Regions from separate parts of the Sus scrofa genome. Here region 2 is linked to region 1. The links are chromatin contacts, called in public Hi-C maps. All regions are on one chromosome and are shown on one strand. The core of a region is the stretch at or near the end of the contact, and the rest is flanking DNA. Distances in the headings are between cores, read along the strand shown. Region 1 holds the start of PSMB5 (proteasome subunit beta type-5). Region 2 holds the start of AJUBA (LIM domain-containing protein ajuba).

Region 1 (4,434 bases), core at 702-3,201:
GCAACCTCATGGTTCCAAGTGGGATTCATTAACGATTGAGCCACGACGGGAACTCCAAGAAATGCTTGTCTTTAAAAGCTCACAATGGGAGTCCTGTTGTGGCGCAGCGGAAACGAAACTGACTAAGAACCACAAGGTTGCAGGTTTGATGCCTGGCCTCACTCAGTGGGTTAAGGATCCGGCATTGCCGTGAGCTGTGGTGTAGATCACAGACGCGGCTCAGATCTGGCATTGCTATGGATCTGGTGTTGCTGTGGCTGTGTTGTAGGCTGGAGGCTACAACTCCAATCAGACCCCTAGCCTGGGAACCTCCATATGTTGCACATGCGGCCCTAAAAAGACAAAAACAAAAAAAAACAAAACTCACAATGGAAGCTCCAGTGGGAGATAAATGTATAACCAGGTAAAATGCCAAAGTACCTTAAGAGAGATACAAATGCCATTAGTAGCAGAGTGAAAGAACCACTGAGAGAAGTCAGAAGGATTAGCTGCATTGCAGGAGTGACCACAAAAATAATATGTGCTCAATAAACAGAAGCACTCTGCATTTCCCACACCATCCAAGTGTGAGACTCACATAAAGATCATCTGCTTCATTACATTCTGATGGTTGGGTTTGGAAAGGGTTGCCAAATTTCAGCATTAAAAATACAACACATACAGAGTCTGCTGGGAAGAGGAGGGGCTGAGTTGGGCAGCAAAGGGAAGTGGAATTTAGATACTGATGGATGTTGCTGCTGGAATCCAACAAGGAAGGCTAGACACTGACTTCATAGAACTATAAAGCAGGAGGAGACATTTCTTACATTTGCCCACTTCCTTGATTGTTATGGTTCCCCAAAGGGTTGAACAGTGAAGGTGGGCGGAGAGAGGAAGAGACTATGAGATACAGCACACTCCTGAATAAGAGCTTGTCTTAGCAAGCTTAAGTCAGAAAACCTCTTGGTACATCCTTATGAAGCCTCAGCTCTCCCCCAGGCTCTGGGATGGTAAATTACTTTGACTCAGTTATTCGGGAGCTGAACTGAAAATCCAGTTTGTGGATTAACTGGGCCTTTGCTTTTCCTTCTTTATTATTCTGCGTTTTTGGCCATTCATTACTTATTAGAATTTCCGCCAGAGGGTGAGAGTAAAGACAACATTGAATCGTTTTTTTTTTTTTTTTTTTTCTGGTCTTTGGTCTTTTTAGGGCAGCACCTGTGGCATATGGAGGTTCCCAGGCTGGGGGTCGAATTGGAGCTGGAACTGCAGGCCACAGCCACAGCCACAGCAATGAGGGATCTGACCTGATGTGTTTGCGACCTACACCACAGCTCACGGCAATGCCAGATCCTTAACCCACTGAGCCAGGCCAGGGATCGAACCGCGTCCTCATGTATACTAGTCGGGTTCGTTAACCACTGAGCCATGAGTGGAACTCCAACATTGGATCTTAAAAATCGATTACTGTTAGAGATGTGGCTAGTGTGGTGACTGATGCTATCCAACAACAAGAGTAAAAGCATTCTTTTTTTTTTGTCATTTCTTAGACCGCTCCTGTGGCATATGGAGGTTCCCAGGCCAGGGGTCCAATCAGAGATGTAGCCGCCAGCCTACAGGATCCGAGCCTTGTCTGCAGCCTACACCACAGCTCACAGTAATGCCGGATCCTTAACCTACTGAGCAAGGCCAGGAATCGAACCCTCAACCTCATAGTTCCTAGTCAGATTCGTTAACCACTGAGCCACGACAGGAACTCCTAAATGCATTCTTATTTGGGGGAAAATGGCCTCAGAATAGATCATTATTTTACCTGGTATCAGAGATTGCCCTTAAACAAAATGGCAACTTCAGTCGCGTTAATACAGCGCTGAAGCACTAGAGATGTAAAGTGCAGCTTGGACACCAGGCGGGGCGGGGCTGATTTACAGCTACCGGTTTAGAACAGATTTTCAACCAGTCACGCCCTTCTCAAAGATGGCCGGTCCCCCTTCACTCCTTCAACTTGGACATTTTCCATTGCTCCCTATGGAATTTGAGGTTAATCTAACCTCATGCTGACTGCGTGACCGAAATCAAGATGGAAGCCACATCCCTTTAGCATTTAAGGGAAGTGAAGCTATTTATTTTTCCCTCCTCGGGGAAAATAATCACTTGCATCTGGCTCTTGTTTTTGGAGGCGTGGTTGCCAGGAGTTAAAATGGCTCCTCCTTGGAATAGATTTACTAGCGAGTGAAGCCGGGAGGGCGTGGCGTTGCCCGGCCGCTCTTTACTAGATGTTCTGGCGGGTAGTTCCGTTTCCCTTACTAGACATGGCGCTGGCCAGCGTGTTGGAGAGGCCGCTGGCCGTGAATCGGCGCGGGTTTTTCGGATTTGGGGGTCGTGCGGATCTGCTGGACCTGGGTCCGGGGAGCCCTGGCGATGGGCTGAGCCTGGTCGCGCCCAGCTGGGGTGTCCCAGAGGAGCCAAGAATCGAAATGCTTCACGGTACCACCACTCTGGCCTTCAAGGTGCGGACCCAGTCGCTGCGCCGCCCTGAGTCGCGTCCTTCCCGGCCTCCCAGCCGGAGAGGAACCCGGGGTGGCTGCAGCCACGAAACCCGAGTGGAGGCTTGAGCTAATCGCCCCCGACCCCAGTGGTTTCGTTGTCTCATTGCTGAGGGAGGCCTGGGCTTTCGCTCTAGCGGGAGAAGGGGTTGGGGGGCGTGGGGCTGGGGGTAATGGGGCAAGGAGCCCGAGGCTGCTTGGGTTAATTCATGCTTAAGCGACTCCAGGTGGGTCCTATCCAGGGAAGCGGAGGCCGCAGCAGTGAACACTGGCAGAGGGAGGGCTGTTGTAACCACCAAAGGTTTTGGAAACTGAGTGGCGCTGATAGACCAGAGCAACTGAAACCGCTGTGGCTTGAGGGGGAAGGTTGGTGAGAGGGAGCACTGTACTAGGAGCCAGACATTTGGGATTGCTGGTCCAGCTCTGCAATAACAAGCTGTATGATCTTGGGTAAGTCGTTCCATCTCATTGAGCCCATTTCCTCAGCCATAAAGTGAAGGTAACACTGAAGGTAATCCCACGTCAAAGGATTGATGTGAAGCTCTAGGGACATTAATATGTGGGAAAGTATGTCGTGAAGTATAAAATGGCAGAGAAAGAGATGTTCTGGGCTTGCATTGATGCATAAAGAAATGTCAAGATTGGAGTTCCTGTCGTGGCTCAGTGGTTAACGAATCCCACTAGGAACCATGAGGTTGTGGGTTTGATCCCTGGCCTTGCTCAATGGGTTAGGGATCCGGCATTGCCGTGAGCTGTGGTGTAGGTTGCCGACGTGGCTCGGATCCCGCATTGCTGTGGCTCTGGCGTAGGCCGGTGGCTACAGCTCCGATTGGACCCATGGCCTGGGAACCTCCATATGCCGCGGGAGCGGCCCAAGAAATGGCAAAAAGACGAAAAAAAAAAAAAAGAAAGAAAGAAATGTCAAGATGATGTTTTTTGTCTGATGTGGCCTAGTCTGTTTTGTGTTTCCTCTGATCTTAACAGTTTCTCCATGGAGTCATTGTTGCAGCAGACTCCCGGGCCACAGCAGGTGCCTACATTGCCTCCCAGACAGTAAAGAAAGTGATAGAGATCAACCCGTACCTGCTGGGCACCATGGCTGGGGGTGCAGCGGATTGCAGCTTCTGGGAGCGGCTCTTGGCTCGGCAGTGTCGAATCTATGAGCTTCGAAACAAGGAACGAATTTCGGTAGCAGCTGCCTCCAAGCTGCTTGCCAACATGGTGTATCAGTACAAAGGCATGGGGCTGTCCATGGGCACCATGATCTGTGGCTGGGATAAGAGAGGCCCTGGTGAGTTAACCTACAATCACGTGATTCTTGGGCTGACACTACAGAGAGAATGGTGTTGGATGAACAGATGAATGAAAGAGCTTATGTGAGTGCTGAGGATGTGTTGATTAGTTCTCAGTTCTTCCTTTGTTTGAGGAAGGACTAGTGTAGGAAAGGGCACAGAGGTAGATCAGCTGTGTCATTGGCCACCCTTGTGACCTTAGGTAGGTTGCTTATTTTCTCAGCCTGTTTCATCATCTGTTACATAGATTCCATGAGGTAATACATGTCAAGTATATAGTGTCTGGCACATAAGACCTGCAAAGGATTGCATTGAGTTTTGTTTTTTTTTTTGTTGTTTTTTTTTTTTTTGGTTTTTTTAGGGCTGCATTCACGGCTTATGGAAGTTCTCAGGCTAGGGGTTGAATTGGAGCTGCAGCTGCCGGCTTATGCCACAACCACAACAGTGCCAGATCTGAGCCATGTCTGCAACCTACGCAGCTTTGACAATGCAGATCCTTAATCCACTGAGTGAAGCCAGAGATCAAACCTGCAAACCTGCATCCTCATGGATACAAGTCGGATTCTTAAACCATTGAGCCACAATGGGAACTCCTGTATTGAGAATTCAATTGGGTG
Region 2 (4,432 bases), core at 552-3,051, 48 kb after region 1:
CCTGGCTCTAGTTCAGCCTATAGAGTGGTTACCCCGAGGTCATGAGCACTGCTGGCACCTGCCCTATCAGAGTGTCCCCCTTTCACTTGTGTCTGCTTCCTGTCATCCCCTGAACACCCAAGTTCTTGATCCCAACTGTGCCTACTACTGCCACTACCAGCTCCCGGATGGGCCTCCTTTAATGGCATCTCAACTTTTCATAAGATTTACTCTCCCATTCTAACGCCAAAGGAGCAAAGCTCCCAAATGTTAGAAAATGTAGGTAATTGGAAGGAAGCATCCAGGTTCTCCTTCCCCATGGGGAGACAGGAAAGGAGGGAGAAGCTTATGGCTGATTCTGAAGATGGCACGCAACAGCAGGTTCTGGATGCAACCTGAGAGCTCCCCTGGGTTACTAATGCTTTCAGTCCTCCTTGCTTCCACCCTAAGAGTAAACTCTCCTCTGGATCAGAGAGATGCTGTAGCCCTGACCAGGGAAAGAGGCTGATTCTCAGGAGAGATGAGGGCAGGGAGACAATGCAGCTAGGGCAGAGAAGCCAAACAGTTTGTGCCAAATTAATTTCCCCAAAGATATTAACCTCCTTTCCTTCCCCTTTCCCTAAGGCCACACTAAGATTGTAAAAGGTGTTCAGAATGTTGAAGTGAAAATAATATGCATGATTTGTTTGCATATAATTTTCATACTAATTTACTATCCAAATGCAAAGGAGTTATTTTCCCTCTCCATTTTCCCCCACACCCTACCCCATGCCCCTGATGTGCTGGTCTGGGCAAAATCCATTGGCTGATATTTAATCAGGTATGTTCAGCTTCAGCCAGGGCTTCCTCTTTTCCTTATTCTTGAGCCTCCTAGTATGGCCAGGATTGGCCTCTTTTGCTTTTCCACCTTGATCATTTTCACTTGCTATCTCTTCTAAAGAACATATTTTTTCTTCCGCTTAAGTTGATACTTACTCTTTATCACCAATCTCCTGTGGGCCAACCAAGGGCGAGGCCTTTGCTACCCCTAAAAACCAGGCCTTCTATCCCCAGTCACCAGAAATAGTTGCTAAAAATCTCATTTCCCAACACCAGGGGGTGTCTATCGATCCCTCTATCAGCCCTACCCTGAAGGTAGAGATTAGTCCCAAGCCTTTTTCTCTCTCCTTTCACACACACACTCTAAAACTCCCTCCCTCCAACTGCAGAGTTTTGGATTCAGAAAGTTGTCTTTGCATTGCAGCTTATCTGTTTGTCTCTCATTCTCTCTGGATTCGCACAAATTTGTCTTTTTCTTGGCCTATTCAGCCTTCGGTCTCTGCAACACCCGCGATCGATCCCCTTTGGTCTGCTCTCTTTCTTTCCATACCTGTCTTCCACAACCTCTCTATAAGGGCTTCCTCGCTCTGAACCTCTCTGTGTATCTACATTTCTTTTCTCTCCCTGTCTCACTATTTCTGTATCAGTCCCTCCTCATCTCTCCAGCAGTCCTCATACTAGGAACAAAGTCACGGTGTTTGCGCAGAACAAGCCTCGCGTCGCCGGGTCCCGGGCCGCGACATTCCACGGTGCCCCTCCGCGCATTCCAACTACAAACAAAGAGTTCCCCTCCCCTCCCCCACTTTTTCCTGTCCCAATTCTTGAGTGGTGTAGTAGCTATTGCCCAAACTGCCCCTCGCCCTTTTTTAGCCGTCAGTCGGCGGATCTCCAGTTCCAGGACAGTTGGCACCAGCACCCGCTCTCCCCTCCTCCGGCGCACCAGATTCCTGCGCCGACACCCCTGTTTCTTTCGCACTCAGCGCCCCGCCCCTCCAGGAAAGTAGATCCGGCCAGGCAGACAAAAGTTTGGGAGAGAAGTTGGGTCCGTGCTGAGTGTGAGAGCGAGGGGGGCGGGGGCCGGGGAGAGTGGGGCTGCCGGGTGAGTCGGCTCGTGAACAGATAGACCTGCGGAAGGCACAGCCACGGCCGTCGGCCCTTCTAGCCTTGCTTAACCCCTGATGCGCGGGGGGACGCAACCCCTGTCGCTGGGGGATGCTGCGGGATTCTTGGCGCGGGGCATCCAGGCCACCCGCTAAATCCCGGTGCCTATCCTGTGCCCCCGGGGAACCCGAGTCCAGCCGCAGGGAGAGAGAAGCGGCCACCGAGACGCTGCAGGGTGCCGGGCGGGGAGGGGGCTGGAGTCCCCAGGCCCGAGGGCATGGAGCGATTAGGGGAGAAAGCCAGTCGCCTGCTAGAGAAGTTAAGACTCTCGGACTCCGGCAGCGCCAAGTTCGGCCGCAGAAAGGGTGAATCTAGCCGGTCTGGGTCTGATGGGACCCCCGGGCCGGGAAAGGGGCGTCAGAGCGGATTAGGGGGACCTAGGAAATCAGGGCCCCGTGGAGCTACTGGGGGACTTGGGGATGAGCCGTTGGAGCCAGCCCGGGAGCAAGGCCCCCTGGATGCTGAGCGGAACCCCCGCGGCTCCTTTGAGGCGCAGCGCTACGAAGCCTCCTTTCCCGGGGTGCCACCTCCCACCCGGGCCTTGCCTCTACCTCAGTCATTGCCCCCTGACTTTCGGCTGGAGACCACGGCCCCAGCCCTAAGCCCCCGCTCCAGTTTTGCCAGTAGCTCAGCCAGCGACGCGAGCAAGCCGTCCAGCCCCCGGGGCAGTCTGCTGCTGGACGGGGCGGGGGCTGGTGGAGCCGGAGGTAGCCGACCCTGCAGCAATCGTACCAGCGGCATCAGCATGGGCTATGACCAGCGCCACGGCAGTCCTCTGCCTGCCGGGCCTTGCCTGTTTGGCCCACCCCTGGCTGGGGTTCCGGCAGGCTATTCCTCCGGAGGGGTGCCGTCCGCCTACCCCGAGCTCCACGCTGCCCTGGACCGACTGTGCGCTCATCGGCCGGCCGGATTCGGCTGCCAGGAAAGCCGCCACTCATATCCCCCGGCCCTGGGCAGCCCGGGAGCTCTTGCCGGAGCTGGAGTAGGAGCGGCTGGGCCCTTGGAGAGACGAGGGGCGCAACCCGGACGACACTCGGTGACTGGCTACGGGGACTGCGCCGCTGGCGCCCGATACCAGGATGAGCTAACAGCGTTGCTGCGCCTGACAGGGGGCACAGGTGGGCGAGAAGCCGGCGCCCGCGGGGAACCCTCGGGAATTGAGCCGTCGGGTCTTGAGGAGCCGCCGGGTGCGTTCGTTCAGGAGGCTGCCCGGACCCGGATACGGGAGCCGGAGTCCAGAGAAGACTACTTTGGTGAGTGAGAGAAGTGGTGAGGGACGGGGAGGGACCCGTCACCGCATTTGGTTCCCCTCTGCCCCGACGGCCAAAACTGCCTGCGCCAGGAGGTCGGAGGCAGAGACTCAGGGCTAGGAAAGAGGCAAGAGAAGAATTCCCTTCCCACTGGGTTTCAGATGGACCACAGGCACCCTATTCCTGCTAAATTCACCCCCTCCCTGTGTGATCTCCAGTTCCTCAAGCTTTAGAGCCTGGGTTTTTCTCGGTAGGAGGCCTCGTAGGGAGGGGACCAAGTGGGGCCGTGAGAGCATCCCCCATCTTGCTACCCCCTCGGCGGTGGTGCCCCTGCAGGCTCCTGCGCGCCGCGCCCCCACCCGGGCCCAGGCTCCGCCCGCAGGAATTCGGGGAATGCGCGGGTGGGGGGCGGGGCGGGCGGGCAGCGTGCGTGCCGGCTCCTGCCCGGGCGCTCCAGGTGCCCGCGGGCGGGGCCGGTCGCGCGGCGCAGGGCGGAGGTGAGGTGCAGGGGGTGGGGGAGCTGCCTCCTAACACGCGCGGAGCTGTGGCTGCCGCGGTCGGGGATATGGAGCCCGAGGAAAGAATGAAAGCCCTGGGACGAAAAGCAGGGACCCTACTGCTGACCGGCCCCGGACCTGCTGGACCTGCTGGCCGGGTGCCTGCGTGGGCATTTAAGAGCTGGTGGCTTCAGATTCTATTTTCCCCATCCTCCGGAAGTCAGGGCAGAAGTCTTGGCCACCCGGACAGCATCACCCGTGGATGGTTGACGAATGTGTAAAATTGCCAGAAATAACCTGGCCTTCGCATCTGGCCATAACCCGCTCAGAATTCAGGCACGAAGTAGCCCCTTACTTCCTGCTGCTAAAGAAACTTGACCGCTACCTTTCGCCCCCACGCAGTTACCTTCCAGAAGTATTAATTGATCATATGTCTCAGCTATGGAGGGAGGCTGGAGGCAGTGGGATCTTGAACCATCTTTCAGCCAAGACCCACAAGTACCACATCACTATATTAAAACAACCAGCTAATCTGATTGTGACAGGAAGTACAGGAAGTAGAGGCCTCACCCCCAGGGCAGTGGGTCTCTAAAGTGTTCGCATCATCTTCTCACCTTTCTCACCATCCATGTTCCTGCCCTGGGCCCCATGTTCTAGAACTCTGTGGCTAGAAATATAAATAGGGAGAGGAACCCAGCCAGGGAAGGAAAGTTGGAGAAGAGGTTC

The links. A called contact is a pair of places that touch in the nucleus more often than the background predicts.
Region 2: a Hi-C map of alveolar macrophages shows a contact between it and region 1, with 1.8 times the contacts expected there. The contact joins the promoter of AJUBA here to the promoter of PSMB5 in region 1. A contact is called at or near these places in 14 of 47 Hi-C or Micro-C datasets (alveolar macrophages, blood, embryonic fibroblasts and 9 more) and 2 of 2 datasets of contacts at active chromatin or transcription factors (alveolar macrophages and skeletal muscle).

The regions. Positions count from the first base shown.
Region 1 is chr7:76,012,625-76,017,058 of Sscrofa11.1, forward strand. It overlaps PSMB5 (proteasome subunit beta type-5), which reads left to right and starts at 1,952. Exons shown (of 3, transcript XM_001924445.4): 1 at 1,952-2,489; 2 at 3,510-3,816. The coding sequence starts at 2,256.
Region 2 is chr7:76,061,208-76,065,639 of Sscrofa11.1, forward strand. It overlaps AJUBA (LIM domain-containing protein ajuba), which reads left to right and starts at 1,802. Exons shown (of 8, transcript XM_021099246.1): 1 at 1,802-3,212. The coding sequence starts at 2,177. It overlaps C7H14orf93, which reads left to right. Exons shown (of 7, transcript XM_021099247.1): 7 at 1-670.